Regions from separate parts of the Mus musculus genome. Here region 2 is linked to region 1. A link is a contact called in public HiChIP or PLAC-seq data. All regions are on one chromosome and are shown on one strand. The core of a region is the stretch at or near the end of the contact, and the rest is flanking DNA. Distances in the headings are between cores, read along the strand shown. Region 1 has its middle 27 kb from the start of Hivep3. Region 2 overlaps Hivep3 (human immunodeficiency virus type I enhancer binding protein 3).

Region 1 (7,812 bases), core at 2,139-4,638:
TGTTCATGGGTAGTTATTTATTGTCCTTTTCACTTGGACTGAAGTGTAGATTCCTGTAATACTGGCTTAAATGAATCTCTTGACACTTCTTTTTTTTTTTAAAAGAATCTCCTGCTTGACTGTGTCAATAAACACTTTATTGGTGGAAGTCCCTGATCTCTTATAAAATTAATTTTATACTTATAGAGCTACCAGTTCCAGCTCCTGCTTTCTGGTATTTTCCATCTGTGCATTGTTGCCTTTTCTGAGGTGGTCAGGAATTTGTCAACATTTTGTTCTAGGTGCTAGGTATGGAAAACCTGGAGCATCATTTGTTATAGACTCTCGGACTCTCAGAGACTCAAAAAGGGGAGCATATTTTCATCCTGCCTTTGAAACAAGGTCTCACTATGTAGCTCTAGCTGTCCTGGAAGTCACCGTGTAGACCAGGCTGGCCCTGAGGTCACAGAGATTCACCTCTCTTTGCCTCCCAAGTGCTGGGATTAAAGGCATGCACCAGTGTGCCCAGCACTGTTTTTCATGATTAATTGTCACAGCACCACCTGGATTAAAATGATGAACTATCTCATCTTTGGGAATAGATATTCCTGATTCCCCTATGTTGGTCATTGTCAGATACTGTGTAACAACAGCCTTACACAGTTATAGTCCTCTACAGTCCTGCAACTGCTCTCTGTTTCTTCCTCTACCTCCTCTTTTGTATCTCGCAAGCAGATTATCCAAGATTTAGCTGCCCTGGGCTGGGCTGGACCCAGATTGTGGGTTTTGTCCAGGTCTGCTACAACATCCCATCTTCCTGTGCTTGTGCATGGTAGTAGCCAGGCAATATTTTCTGCATGGTGATTATCTGTCATAGTTTCTGATGGTTAGAAAGTCAGGAAGGGACCCAATGAAGTGATCCCAACCCAGGATCTCTCCTGAAGCCACAGTCTAATGGTGGTTAGAGCTGGCACAGTGGGGAATGGGACAGATTTTTCTGTCTTCATGTTGTTTCAGGCTTTTCCATGTGGGCCAGTTGGAGTTTCCAAATAGGTTGGTGAATTGAGAATTGCCACACTGTGCACAAGGCAAGTTAGAACTCCTGCATAGCTGTTGCCAGAGACTTAAATGGAAGGCATCAAGGTGCTTGGTCTCACTGAAGACTGGTGCTAGATCAAAGACTGGCAGGTCAAACTTGTACCAGCAGCAGCTGCAGGAGCTGAGTTACCTAAGAAGGTGGAAACCTGCCATGGCCTCTTCCAGAACCCTGACTGCTCCATTCATGAACCCACTGCATCAGCACCATATGCCCAAGGACAGAGTTGATGGACAGCTGTCCAGTTTTTATGTGGTTATTCATTCTTCCTCCACAGTTAGAGTCCATTAGTAGGGACATGTGCACAATATTGAGGCCCTCAGACTTTGGGCCCAAAGGCCTGAAATACAACTCTTTGCAGACTTGCTTGTGCCAAAGCCACCAGACAAGCCTTTTTCCACTGCCCACGAATCTGTAGTAATAACCTTGCTATGGGCCACTTTCCACATACAGTGAGGATCATGCATGATACTGGCTGTCCATTTTCAGTTCACACCCACCCAGCCAGCTGACATATCTGCACACCTATTCTGAGGCATTCCCCTCCTTTATCAGTTGAGCATGGGAAATTCCCCAGTGAGGTCACAGTTGTGATCTGAGTAAGAAGGGTTGCTGTAACATCAGGGAGCGGCATGGTAGAGTAGACCTTGGCTGCCTTTTCTTTCCAATCATGTCTTCAGCCCTGAAGGCTTCACTTGTGGGAAGCCTGGAGTGTACAGCTTTTGCTTTACGATGGCTTGTTGTGGACCCCCCAGCATTATGATTTTGTGGGTGCACTTAGCTCCGCATTTGCAGCTCTGCTTCAAGTGTTTGGCCCCTAGTAGATCAAGTCTACTCTAGTGTCGTTGATATGTTCTCAACCTGTGTATCATGATCCCTTTGTGGGGGTATTAAATGACCCTTTCATAAGGGTTGACTTGGACCATTAGAAAGCACAGATATTTATATTATACTTCATCACATTAGGAAAGTTATAATTATGAAGTAACAAAAATAATTTTATGGTTGGGGGTCACTGCTACATGAGGGACTGTTTTAAAGGGTTACAGCATTAGGAAGGTTGAGAGCCTGCTCTAGTGGTTGATACCTATATCCATGAATATATGGGCAATACAAACTGGCCTTGGTGGGTTTTACAGAGGGGCCATGTCATAGGAAAGAGGTAGCAAAGTAGAACTGGGAGGAGTTGGGGGAAAGAGTTGTGGGGAGGGTAAAAAATACTCCCATAACTAACAAAAATATTACATTAAAAGTTTTGTAGTTCTGTCCATTTAGTCACATGCTATCCCATGGCCAGAGTCCACAAGGTGGCCCAGAAGCCACCAGAAGCTCTTTTAGTGATTTGTTATTCTGTGCCGAAGAACCTACAGGCCTTGCTCCAGAGCCCTAGGGGTATGCCTTGAAATTCTCCACGTGGACTATCTCCAGCCACTGCCCCCCAACACCTTTAGCCAGCACAGCCTTTGCTCATGCAGTTGCCTTTGCCTCAGGTTGTTCCTGGCCATGCAGAGAAATGGCAGGGTCTGGACCCTCTGCAGGGTCAGCCTGCTCTGAGTCCCCCTCAAAGCAGGAGTCATTTATGCTGCCCTTTTTATTAACAAATGATATGATCAGAAAGTTTAAGTCACTTTCAAGGTCTCAGGGCAGGTAACTGGTGGCTGGGAGTCCCTCTGTGCCACTTCTGCTGCTCTGTGCTACTTCTGCTGCTCTGTGCTGCCCCTCCACAGCCAGCTAAATCCAGTTCTGCAATCTCAATGAGTAAAGAAGAGTCACCTGTAGTAGATTGCATGTGGGGGAATTAGCTCGCCCTGGCAATGCCAGATGTAGATCAGTTTGTCTTTTTAAAATAGGCTGTGACTCAGGTACCTGAATTGCTCAAGGACAGGCATTGGCACCATGTCCTGCCCTGACTCAGTGAGTGATTCAGACTGCGAACTGGCTAAACTGGGGAGGATTGTCTGGATGGTAAATAACCTTTTAGGTATCTTATCCCTTGGCTAAGAATAGACTTGGACCACAAACAAAACCTTCTGGACTCTTCTTCCTCCTCTACCACCTCCTCCTCTTCCTCCTCCTCCTCCTCCTCCTCCTCCTCCTCCTCCTCCTCCTCCTCCTCCTCCCCCCCCCGCCTCCTCCTCCTTTTCCTCCTCCAGTGCTTCAAGTCTTTGCTCTGTGTCCAGTCTAGACAATGGGCTTCATTGCAGTGTGAACTTTTCTTCCTTCTGTCCAGTATGTCCTTGGCGCACAGAGCTCTTCCAGATGCCTCTGGATTAACTGGAAGGCTAAGGAGGAGGTTGGCTCAGAGAGGTCTATTCACATGCCTAAGCTATTTATGTGGGAACCAAGATCTGACCCTAAGTGGTTTGGCTCTGCTACATCAGACTGGACCATGCTAAATATGTTTTATGTTTATTGACAATGATTAATGAGAAACTCATACCTCCTTGTTTAGCAGTGTCTTAGGGAACTAAAAACTGCCTAGAGATTGGATCAGTATTAATATTGTAATGATTGTGCTTTTTTATTCTACTTCATTTGGTAAAATGAACATCTAATTGTTGACATAAAGATCATTCTGGCCAGCCTTTGTTTTTGTGGCCTTACAGTGCTTCTTTTAGCCTTTGTGTATAGGCTTTCAGACTGGTGGGAGGTAGGTTTCAGGAAGTATGGCAAAATATAACAATATTACTGAGTCGAGAGGAAAAAAATCAGTTGTCTATGGTAAAATAGTTCATTTCATATATTTGTATCACTTCCAAATGTGTATTTATGGATACTTATTTTACAAAACAGGCATATAGTTTGATTAAAATAAAAAATAAATAAATTTATTCTCCCAAAGACCTTTTAGACACAAGCAATTTTCTCCCCATCTGCTCTGAACATAGAGGAATGAGTAGGAAGAATTTATGTAGAATCACAAGAAACCAAAGTTGGAGAACCTTCCAGTTGCTTCTCTTTAGCCTCAGTAATTTATTTCTAAGCTGGTCCAAACCCATACATACTTGTCTCAGTTACTTTTCTATTGCTGTGAGCAGACACCATGACCAAGGCAACTTATAAAAGGATTTGCTAACAATTTCAGAGGATAAGTCCATGGCCATCATGGTGGGGAGCATGGCAGCAAGCAGGCAGGCATGGTACTGGAGCCATAGCTGAAAGCTTACATCTGATTCATAAGCAGGAGGCAGGGTGGAAGAGGGAGACAGAGACAGAGACACAGATAGACAGACAGACAGACCTGAGCTTCAAGGCTTACCTTCAGTGACACACCTCCCCCAACAAGGCTGTTGGAGGATCCTTCCTAAACAGTCCACCAACTGGGTAACCAAACATTGAAATGTATGAGGCCCTGGGAGGGGGGCATTCTCATTTAAACCACCAAAATACTTAAACAAAATTTAAAAGTGAATTTCAGATTCCATGTGTAAATTAAAGGTCCATGGGCTCATATCTCCTTTCTTATTTAGAAACATTTTGATTTGCATGTATATACATCTATGTATGTATGTATGTATGTATGTATGTATGTATGTATCTATCTATCTATCTATCTATCTATCTATCTATCTATCTATCTATCTATCTGTGTATGGGTTTGTGCACATGTGTATAGGTGCCCTCAGTGGCCAGAAGGTGTCATCAGAGCCCCTGGAGCTAGAGTAGCAGGTGGCTGTGGTCCTCCCAATGCTGGTGCTAGCAACTGAACTCCACTGAACTGAACTGAACTTGTGCAAGAATATTGAGTATTTTGGACCACAGAGCCATCCCCAGCTCCTCAGATGTCCTTTATTTTCATTAGTGGAAATAGTTTGGGGTCATTTCTTTTTCTCTCTGTTGCTAAAATGGTTGCTTTTGCATTCTTATGGGAGGGCTGGGAGGCCTTAGCCACCCCCTAGCCCCCCCCCCCAGCCCCCCTGCCCTTCAGGAATCATAACTCTTTGGCATATTAGTCAGGCTTCTGTATCACTGTCACCAAATTACCTGAAAGAACAATTTCAAGGGAAAAGGGTTGACTAACAGCCACAGGTTCAGAGGGCTTGGCACATGGGTGCTTGACCCCATGCAGAGCATCGTGGTATTGGGTGCACGTGGAGGAGGGGCTTCTTCCCCTCATTGCAACAGGAAGGGCCACAGGGATGTCACTCCTAAATACTCTCTCCCAGTGACATACTTCCTCAGCAAAGTTCCGCCCCTTAGCATTTCTAGAACCTCCCCAAATAATACCACTCCCCCCCCCCCAGGGGCCTAGGCTCCAGCGCATGAGCTGGAAGGGACATTTCATATTCACACCATACCATATGGGGACAAGACAGTGAGTCATGCTGTTTGGATCATCTGATATTTGCGATTATTTTGTAGGACTGTTCTATTGGCATGCTTCATCAGGGCAAAAATCCTGGGATGGATTCATAGGCAGAATGCACTTTCTGTGGCCGCTGTTTCCGAAAACAGTGTTAGGTTAGCCTGAGTTTCTTCTAAGAATTTACAGTCTCCTGGACCATTGCATTACTGATCCCGAGGGACACAAAATAGACAGTGGGTCTCAGGTGGGCATGGGGACCATGTCATCTGCCACAGCCCTGTCTCCTTTCTCTAAAGGCAGTATAACAGGCTTCCATAGTCTTTTATAGCTAGGCTTCAGCAGGTACAAAATATTCTGATTTGGGGATAAAGGGCAGAAGCCCAGTGGGTGCTTCTGCTGTTCACCTTCTCCTGTCTGTGACCATTTCCCACAGGACCCGTGAGTAAACCGGGAAGTAATTGGCAGTTGAGTCTGGTGGTGCTAGCAACTGGGTGGTAATGACTCCCCTGGTGAAATCTGCTTTCACTGTTGCTCAGCTTCTGTGGGAAGGGACTCCTGGCTACTGCTCTGTCTCATTTAAGAGCGGGAAAAAAGGCCCAGAAGACCCATCTCTTTTGACTATAGAAGGCGTCCAGAATTGTTCTTCAGTTTCCATATCTTCCTCCACAATACATGAAGTCTCGGAGGCCCTCCTCTAACCAGACTAACTCTTGAGTCATCCCCGAGTCCCCCAGCTCACACAGTGATTGTATTCCTCTGTCCATTTGCAACTTTAATTATGAGTTTCCTTGATGGGCTTCCCTCCTGGTTAACTTCTCCTGGTAACTCATTAAACCTCTGAGTCACACGTTCATTATTATAGAGAGGACAAAAATGAAAGAATACAAAGGAGCTGAGCCCTGGGAGAAACTTGGGGGCGGACTACTGAGGCTAAGCATAGCCCAGAGTCTGGAGGCCTTAGTAGCCTCTTGTCCCCTTTGAGGACGTTGGACCTACAGGGTACTGTACTTAATGCGCTGAGGTCATGGGCTGTGGTTGGGTCTAATGGGAGTCTTTGCTATTGTAGAATACCAGCTTACAGTTCTGGTGAAAGTGCATTCCTCCTGCCTAAGCGTGCCCTCTGAGCCTATGTGGTCTTCAAAGAAGCATGAGGCAGCTCATTAAAGAGGATTCTCAGTCTTAATTTTGTCCCCTAAAGAGCATGAAAGGAAAGACTGCATAGCCCACAGAGCCTCGGAATACTTCCTGTTCTTCCCACTGTGATCCCCCACCTCTTCCACCTCATCTCCCCCCAGCTCACCAAGCAGCCTTTCTTTACTCAATCCACACCCAAGCTTAGTTGTTTTACTTTTATTGGCATCAGACACCCCTTTGAAAAGTAGGGTTCACGGTACCACCTGGCTGATTGTTGTTGTGAAGATTAATTGAGCTAAAACATGTCAATACCACCCACTAGTGCCTGGACCATTTTAAATCTCCCAAAGGTTAGCTATTACAATGTTCAATTCAGTCTCCCTGGCTTCCGTTTTTATTTTCTCTCTCAGTGGAAACACTGGAGGATAAAAAACAATCTGAAAGCTGAGAAAGTAGATCCTAAATAATAGTAACAATAGGTATCATTTACTGAGTATGACTTATGTCCTGAGTCTGGCACACATTAGCTCTTTCATCCCTGCCATAGCCCTGAGGGATAGATACTGTTATCATCCATTTTCAAACGAGGAAACTCAGACTTAAGAGAGATGAAGCAACATGCCGGAGGCCACGGAGCTGGCATATGGTGAAGCCGAGCCTCCCAAGACCTTGGTCTAACAGTCTTGCAGACATCTGAAACTAAGTGTTGTTGTTGTGCATTCATGACTCCTACATCACTCCCACGCTCAGAGACTCTGGGCCCCTGGTGACAAGTGCCCTGTTAGTAGAAGCAGCTGCCCTCACAGAGTGAGGCCACCTGGCCTACAACAGGTGGCAAGTCACCTGAAGGCCTTCTTGTTTTTCGTTAAACACAGAAAGAGATGGATTCTTCTACAAAGGCTGGATTTATTCCTTAATAATCAAGTTTAAAATGTATGCTGCCTCCTCAATCAGCAACACAAAGGCTTTCTGCACCCTAATATGTGCTCAGAACTACTAATGAGCTCTTAGGGATTCAACACTGACTTGAAAAATGGAAGGCCAGGATAGCTGGAGTCAGTAAAAAATAAGCTTGCCAAGATCCATACCCTGCAAGGAAACCTGCACTTGACCTCCAAGTGCCTCAGAGCCCTGGGCAGTTGAGGATGAGCTGATGCCCAGCAAGGAATACCTGTCACACAGCCTTGCCCTCCAGAGATCCTGGAACCAAGGCCATGTGTTGTCCTTTTACATGTGTCCTTTGGGGACACTGCATCAGAGAGTCCCATCTCTGGGCAGAGTCACAGCTCTACAAATC
Region 2 (7,812 bases), core at 1,660-4,159, 280 kb after region 1:
TGATCTAGAAAACTCCCTGACCATGGCTTCCGTCTTCCCCACTTTTGTAGGATCAGAGGCACAAACCAAGCTGCCTCGAAGTAGCTCATGGAAGACTCTGGAGAGCCGCTGGCCAGGCACGCTACCCCTTCCTCAGGGAGAAGCAGTGTGTAAGCAGAGGCTTTGCGGCCGGAGTGGACATGAACGCTGGCTTCCAGAGAGAGCAGCGCTTCAGTTTTGGTCATCGGAAGTGGTGCCTGCAGCGCAGGTAAGAAGCTCCAGTCTGGTTTGCCAACTGCCATTTTAGCTGGCTGTGTTCTTCTCTTAAAACCTTCTGTCTGGAGAGTGGCCATCACCTGTCCTTGCCTTCCCTGACCTCTGACAGAGCTGGTCTGGAATTCCCTGGTGCCTTGATTAGGAATTCCAGCCTTCCCATGTCTCCGCCCCTCAGTCTCCACCTCACCTCTGCTAAAGGACACAACAATGTCTCACAAGGACCCAGGCCTCTGATATATTAACCTGTTTCCCAGGCTTGTCCTTCCATGCCCAATCCTAAGTCACCTTCATACCCTGCCCTGTCATAAAGCCCCTGCCCGGAGGCATGGAAGGGTGTCAGGTCTGGCCTCTCATGATTACCTGGAGAGTTCCAAACTCTAGGGGCTGAGTACATAGGCAAGTGAGGTCCCTGGGCTCCTATATGTGTTTGCATGCATATCTCCATCTTGGGCGTTAGGAGTGGGCTGTGACATGGGTGGGGGTGTGGCATTGGAAGCTCTTTGGGTAAGAGTTAAATCCTAGGGTGTTTTGTCTGCTACAAGCTATGTCATCATCATCATCCAAGGAGCTGGTAGGGCTGAAGGAGAGAGCACCTGCTTTCAAAAAGGAAGGAAGGAAGGAAGGGAGGGAGGGAGGGAGGGAAGGAGGGAGGGAGGGAGGGAGGGAGGAAGGGAGGGAGGGAGGGAGGGAAGAAGGGAGGAAACACGGATTCCCCAGAATACCTGTGTCATCTGCTTAAGCACTAGGGACATGAGGCTCTGCACTGGAGTCCTTCCCTTTGAAACAGCATCACACTCTGTTAGCCAGGGCTAGCCTTGAACTTACAATCCTTCTGTCTCCGTACTGACATTTGCAAGTATACACCCTCGGGCCCACTATGTTTGGATTCTGGGGTGGGTCCTGGGAGCTGCCTTCTGGGGGCTCTAGGGATTCTCCACCTGTCTTAAGTTTACATGTATGGGCTCAGCTATGATGTAGAAGACGTGAAAACCTATGATTTACCATCAGGCCTGCTTGTCCCCTCTGCTTAGAGCAGGCATTTTCTCATTGTGCAGAGCCAGGGCCGGGGATGTAAGTCACCTCATGGGCAGCATTGCTGCAGCTCACGGATGGGGGTGGATGGGCTTTGATTTCAGCCAGCAGCTCCTCAGCACGCCCAGCCCAGCATGCCTGTCCTGACCAGAAGCATCCTGTGGAGATAGAAAAACCCCCAAGACCCAAGAAAAATTAACTACCTGAGCCTCATTTGGATGGGGGATGTTTACAGTGGTATTGAACCTGGGGCTATCCCTGAGTTCAAATCCCAGCACTAACAGTTACTGGTGTTAGTAGATTTTAATTAGGTATTTTCCTCGTTTACATTTCCAATGCTATCCCAAAAGTCCCCCATACCCACCCCCAGTAGATTTTTTTTTTTATGGTTTGGAAACATGTTATAGCTCCCTCTCCCTTGCCTCAGTTTCCTCTCTTGCAACACAGGAGAAGGTGGTACCTGCCTCACAGGGGCACCACGCACATACAGATGAGGCCTTATTAAAACACGGACCACCCACCTGGAAGTCCTTCCTAATATCCCCTACTGTGCAGGCAACTCAGCCACCACTCACCCTGTGATAGATCTGCTATGCTGTACCACCTGGTACTGGCACAGGACCCTAAAGTGAAGGGACTGGTCCTCTCTATACACAAGGCCTGGTACTTCATAGATGAGTTTAAGTCCTGAAAGGAAAAAGAGAAAAATCCTAGTGAGGCTGGCCTTGTTTATCCTTTAAAATATGTATGGACAGACACTGAGCACAGAGAGGTTCAGTCATTTGAAGACAGTCACACAGCTCGCAGGGGTAGAAACTCTGTCTACAATGAATCAACTCTTTTACTGTTCCACTGAAATGCTTCCTGAAGAAAAGACTGTGAGTCAGTTACTCCTCCTCCAGCAGTAAGTGGATGACTAGAGTATGACTGGAGAGCCCCATCACCAAGGGTCCCGTTCCTCGGTCTCCTGCAGCACCATCTGCTCTATTGACTTTGCATTTGTTTTCAATGGTGCACATGACAACTTAACTGCAAGTTGGGGGGAGGGTCCTTCTCCTCTAGCAGCCTCAGTGATCTGGTCCACAAGGTGGACGTGGGTTCTTGAGTAACCTAGAACTGAAGCTCCGAGGAGCACAGGCAGTCTGGGGGACCACCCGGGACTCTACCACTCCTGGCATGTGCCCTCCCCTACTTCATGCCCAAATTCCTAGTAGTCCACATGGACTCTGACAGCTGGGGGATGGGGGGACAATCTGCAGAGGGAGCCCTGCCCAGCAGCAAATGAGCCTCAGCTCCAGCCAGAAATCTGGCCCCGCCGCTTCCCGCACTCTCCCTGGGGAAGAAAGCACAGTGATTAATGGAGTTCTGACTCAGAGCTGCTGGGGGATCCAGGAGATCATAGGCACAGCTGGCCCACTAGGAAGTGGGCTGGGCTATGTGGCATCCATGCAGATGAAGGATGAGGGTCCAGGATGGCAGGTGTGCAGTGTGGCAGCCTCCACTATGCCAGGGATCCAGTTAGCTGGGGACACCTGGGCTCCCAGCAGGGCTTGGAGTCATGCAAGGTAACCAGGAGTCTCCTCAGGAGAGACCTAACCTGGGCCCATCTCCAGAATAAGGTGATTTCTGAATGAGTGGCTGCAGGCCAGAACTAACATGAAACTGAATTGGGAAATGTTTTCCCAGCAAACACCACTGCCACTGGTTTTCAAATTTTCATTGTCTGAGAAGCCATTTAAAATGTCGTATCTTGTATGAAATGATGATTTAATGATCAGGATAAAGCGAGTTTATTCTTTAATCTTTTTTTAAGTTTCAATCTTTAAAATGGATTTATTATGAAAGTTCACACATAGAGTAATAACTATGCTTTGATTTACAAAACTTTGACATTTTAGACTAGGGATCCACAAGCTAAGACCTGTGGCCACCGCCTGATTGTGTAAATAAAGCTTTATTGAAAAACATGCTGTTCGTTCACATGCACAGCAGCTTTGGCTGCTTCCGCCTATCTACCCTCAAAGTCTGAGCAATAGACTCTGGCCTTTCGCAGCCACTGTGCTGACTGCAGTCCTAGGCATCCACGATCTTTCTTGTCAGCTGCAGCTTCCCCGTGGCCTTCTCTTGTCTTGGTTGGCTTGCTAAGGATTAAGAATTAAGGAATTCAAAGGTTAGAAGATGGATAAATCACTTGTCCCAAAGGCACAAGGACCAGAGTTCAGAGCCCCAGCACACATGTAAAAACCTGGGCAGGTGTGTGGCCACCTGTAAAGCAAGCGTTTGGAAGGCAGAGACAGGGACTCTCCTTGGCAAGATGGCTAGCTACACTAAGCAGACTCGGCAAGTTTCTGATTCACTGGGAGACCCTGCCTCAGTAAACAAAGTGGGAAGTATCAAGAAAGACAGATGACACCCACGTAGGGCCTCTGCATACTTCACACATACACGTACAAGTATACACACACACACACACACACACACACACACACACCATGAAAAAAAGGTTAAAACTAGGAGGCTGGAAACCCTTAGTGGTTAAAGCACTTGTGCATGCATGAGGTCTGGAGTTTAGGTCCCCAGAACCCATGGGAATGTCAGTGAGTGTGGCAGCCCCTTACGTAATTCCAGCCTTGGACAGTGGAAATGGGATCCCATGGGCAATCTGGTTAGTGAGATTAGCCACCTTGATGGGCTCTGGTTTTGATGGAGAGATTCTACTTCACTGAATGAGATAGAAAAGTGACTGAAAATGATTTTTGATGTCAATCTTGAGCCTCTGTATGTGTGGCTACACACATATAAATACACACACACATACACAGAGAGAGAGAGAGAGACAGAGACAGAGAGAGACAGAGAGAATTACAAAGAAAACAATCCAAAGTCATTTCAATAGAAGATATAAGGGTTGCATTTTCCACTGTGTACTCATCTGTGCTATGGGGCATTCCACGTGGACTACAGGAGTTCCGGTTTGCATCATCAACAGTATCCAACAGCTGTTTGAATTCCTTCTTGCTACAAATGCCATTCAGACAGGAGGCCCACACTCTCCATACTTGGGAACTTAACCTTGTGGCTCTGTCCCTTGTCAATGCCTGTGTAGACTTTCAAACCTATAGATTCAATCCTGAATCTATCCAGCAGAACAAAGGCACCCAGGAAAGAGTTCAAACTCATCTCAGCCCTGTAGGTCAGTCTTCCCTGACCCCATTCCAAAGTGCATCCCAGCCAGCCTAAGCTGGGGACGCTTTCCCAGTGCTGCAGTGCACTGGGGAATGTGTTAAAACTGGTCCACTTTCTGGAACAGTGCTGATAGGAGCCAAAATGTATTTTTAGCATTTATGCTGTAGTGATTGGAGAGCCACCTCTGAAAGGGCTTTAGTGGAACACAGTCTGAGACTGCCCTCAGCAAGAATTGGCTGCTCTTATTCCACTGCTTAAGGATAATGGAAGAGTAAAAGGATGCTGAGTGTCCTGTTGAGAGGCCTAAGGGAAGGGAAGGAGAGGTAGAGGAAGGGAGCGAGAGATCGTGGGAGCAATGGGCAGAGAGTCAAGTCCAGTCTTCCAGCAACACCAGAGGCCCTGTGACTCCTAGCAAGGCTTCTAATGTCTCCAAAGTTAAGCTCTCCAGCTGCCTTCATGACTTACAGCTGCCCACAGAGGGCAAGGTGCAGATGCACTTGGGGACAGATGACAATGCACAGAGATAAGGAATGGGGACATTAACAGCCTCTTCTGGTACACCTGTCAGGGCCCCACTGGCTATGTAGAAGGTCATGCTGTATCGAAGGGAAAGGAACAGCTTCCCTTGGAGTTCCCAAGCTGTTCCTTCTGTATGCATTTCCATCCCCCCCCCCACACACACACACTGTGCCCTTCCTCCATGGAGTCAGGGCATTAGGAACCTTTGCTACAGGGTTCTGAGGAACCCTGCCTTCATGTCTGCTCTGATTGTACGTGCAGATTTAAGAGCCTCCAGGTGGGGTGGCATCTGTCACCTCTGCACCCCAAGTGGTGCTGCAAAGGTTTCTGGGGGGTAGTTAGTGAGCACAGGTCATTGGATACAATGATCTGTGAATGTGGATGCTTTACAAGTGATGAAGGGACAGGTGTCAGGGTCTAGAGAAGAAGGAGGTGGGCTAGGGATTGGGCAGTAGCTCCAAGCATTTAGCCAAAGCCCACAGAGCCAGGAATAAAAACCAGGAGTCCTGACTTCCAGACCAGCTGCTGTTGCCTCCATGGGTGTGAGGAAGGGAAGGCCAGGCCTGGTGGCTTGGGACACTGTGGACTAGCGAGTCCACCCCCTCCCCACAGAGAAGACATTTTTAGGTTTTGAAGAGATGACCTCATGTTTTTCTTATTTACATAGCCTGGATTGTTTATGTAGTCATTTAAAAATAACCAATGTGTACTAAGCTTAGTCTTTGCTCTCCAGGCTCTGGTGGAAGAGCCACTGTGTGGGGAGAGACACCTTTTTATCTAAGAAAGGGACAGCCTTGTTTCCCAGGACAGACGGGGGCAGAACAGGACAGGTAGGAAGCTTCGTGGTTTTTTCCTGTCGCTTCTCCAAAATAACTCCACTCCTGCTTCCCACTTCTGGCCTGACTGGACCCAGGGTAGGTCTCCTTCCGGGCAGCTATGCTCTGTAGATTCTCCAGGAGCTGTTAGGAAGTCTGTCAACAAGCACATGCGCTGGATCTGAAGACCTAGATTGTGGCCTGGAGGGTTCCACTCAAGCTGGACCACTGGCCCTGCAGCTGAGCTGTGTGCCATTGGACAGGCTACTTAACCTCTCTGTGCTGGGTCAAACAGAGAGACAACAGTGCAGATGGGAGCAGTTCCTGTGAGAATTAAATCAAGAAACATATGTGAAGGGCCTGGCTCATTCTGGGTACATAGTAGCAACACATAGTGTGTCTTCGTAAAAAGTAACCATGTTTCCTTTGACATCTTTTGAGAAGAACAAACTCCATGCTGGGCTCAGGTGGTGACAGACAGGCTGACCTGGCTGAGGAGTGGAATACACTCGCTAGAGCAGAAGAGCACTAAGGAGTTGGAGCTTTGTCTCATAAGTCACATCTCCGAGCATCGTCCACAGACGGCCATCTCCCTCTCCCCCTCCCCTGCTCCTCCCTATACACACACACACTCCCGAATTGCCTAGGTACTTCTTTAACGGGCAGATCTCAGGCTCTGTCTCAGACTAGGGGCTAGGAGGCTGCAGTGAGAGGAGCTAGAGGCACGGTTATCTGTCAGAAGAAGACTGTGATATTTGCCTGCAGATGTTGACTGAGATCAACATCTCAGATCAGTGTCACCTGTAAGAGGTGGGTGGTGGGCCTCGCCTGCCAGACTGATGTTAGGGGAGGGAGAATGAGGCCTCCTCATGAGAACAGAGAAGGGTAGCCAAGCTCGGGCAGAGCAAGTGACTTGCCCAGGGCCACACTGTTAATAAGTGCAGACATGGGGCATGCTGATTCTGGAGTAGGCTTCCTCTTGTGGTGCCAAGTGGAGGTGACCCTGGAAGAGCCATTGATCAATAGACAGGAAGGCGAAAGGTGAGTTTTATGCAAGCATAATGAATTTGAGAGGCTAGAGGGTGCAGCAGCTGGAAATGCAGAGGGGTGTGGGGTGCCAGGCAGATGGGCAGGCAGGTGGATAAGCAGGCAGATGAGAGAGCAGGTGAGGTGTGCAGCTGCAGGAATTGCTAAGGAAAACAGGAAGAAATGAGCCTGGGAGACAAGCAGGGTGGAGGGGTGGGGGCTGACAAAGGAAGCCGGAGGGAGGAACAAGCCTCCTGTGAAGCAAGTCAGGTAAGAGACAGAAGAGACAGACCAGGGCTCAGAGAGGTGAGAACAGGACAGGGTGGGGTGCGCAGGAAAGATGGGCGGCACCGCAGGTCACCCAGGGAACTTGCTTTGGGCACCGCTTTAGAAGGAAGCCAGCCAAGCTGAAGGAAACTGTGCCATAAGTAAATAAAAATGTCAATCACGTGGGGCAGGGAGGAGAGTTGCTGTTTGCTTGTGACTGTGCTCCTGGCCGGCATGGGTGCAGAACCACCCAAGTCTCCTGTCAGGACAAGCTCTGCCATCTTGCCCCCGTTCCGGCACTGTTGGCTGGTGCCCTGGAATTATCCTTCCTGTCCTCTGCTGGACGGGCCTCAGCACCATCCTTTCCCTCCCTCCCCAGCCTCTCATTTCATTTGGCAGCTGTCAGTGGGAGCAAAGCTTGTCCAAAGGGTTTCGACTGCCGGGCCACCCACTGGAGAGTTAGTTATACAGACTCGGGAGATTCCCGGGCTGCTAAATCCAAGAAAGGGTGTGCCAGGCAGGCGGGGCTGTCCCAGCAGCTCATTCTGAGCAGCCTCTCTGGGGCTGCCTCTGTAATCTTGCTCTGTTTGGGGGCATCTGGGTCTAGGTCTGGAAAATGGGCCCAAGGCCCTGAGAGCCACGTCTAGCACTAGCCTCTCAGAACACAACACCACCTGTCTTCCCTTGATCCTACACATGGACTAAAAACCAA

Evidence for each region. HiChIP or PLAC-seq counts read pairs in DNA pulled down with a chosen protein or histone mark.
Region 2: a contact with region 1 is called in an H3K27ac HiChIP or PLAC-seq map of the NIH/3T3 cell line, with 3 times the contacts expected there. The contact joins two enhancer-like sites. A contact is called at or near these places in 1 of 15 datasets of contacts at CTCF or cohesin (the NIH/3T3 cell line) and 1 of 115 datasets of contacts at active chromatin or transcription factors (the NIH/3T3 cell line).

What each region holds. Positions count from the first base shown.
Region 1 is chr4:119,783,548-119,791,359 of GRCm38.p6, forward strand. It overlaps a transcript of Hivep3 not described here. Among named protein-coding and RNA genes, the nearest start is that of Hivep3, 27 kb to the right of the region's middle. Within about 2 kb of position 3,389, at least 47 of the 459 cell types and tissues checked have an H3K27ac peak or open chromatin away from gene starts, as enhancers often do. A contact at or near this core is called in the NIH/3T3 cell line, where this site is marked.
Region 2 is chr4:120,064,817-120,072,628 of GRCm38.p6, forward strand. Hivep3 (human immunodeficiency virus type I enhancer binding protein 3) reads left to right here. Exons shown (of 9, transcript NM_010657.3): 3 at 51-247. It overlaps Gm36215 (a long non-coding RNA gene), which reads right to left. Exons shown (of 3, transcript XR_376605.4): 2 at 1,863-1,974; 3 at 565-1,445. Among named protein-coding and RNA genes, the nearest start is that of Gm36215, 6.0 kb to the right of the region's middle. Within about 2 kb of position 2,910, at least 29 of the 459 cell types and tissues checked have an H3K27ac peak or open chromatin away from gene starts, as enhancers often do. A contact at or near this core is called in the NIH/3T3 cell line, where this site is marked.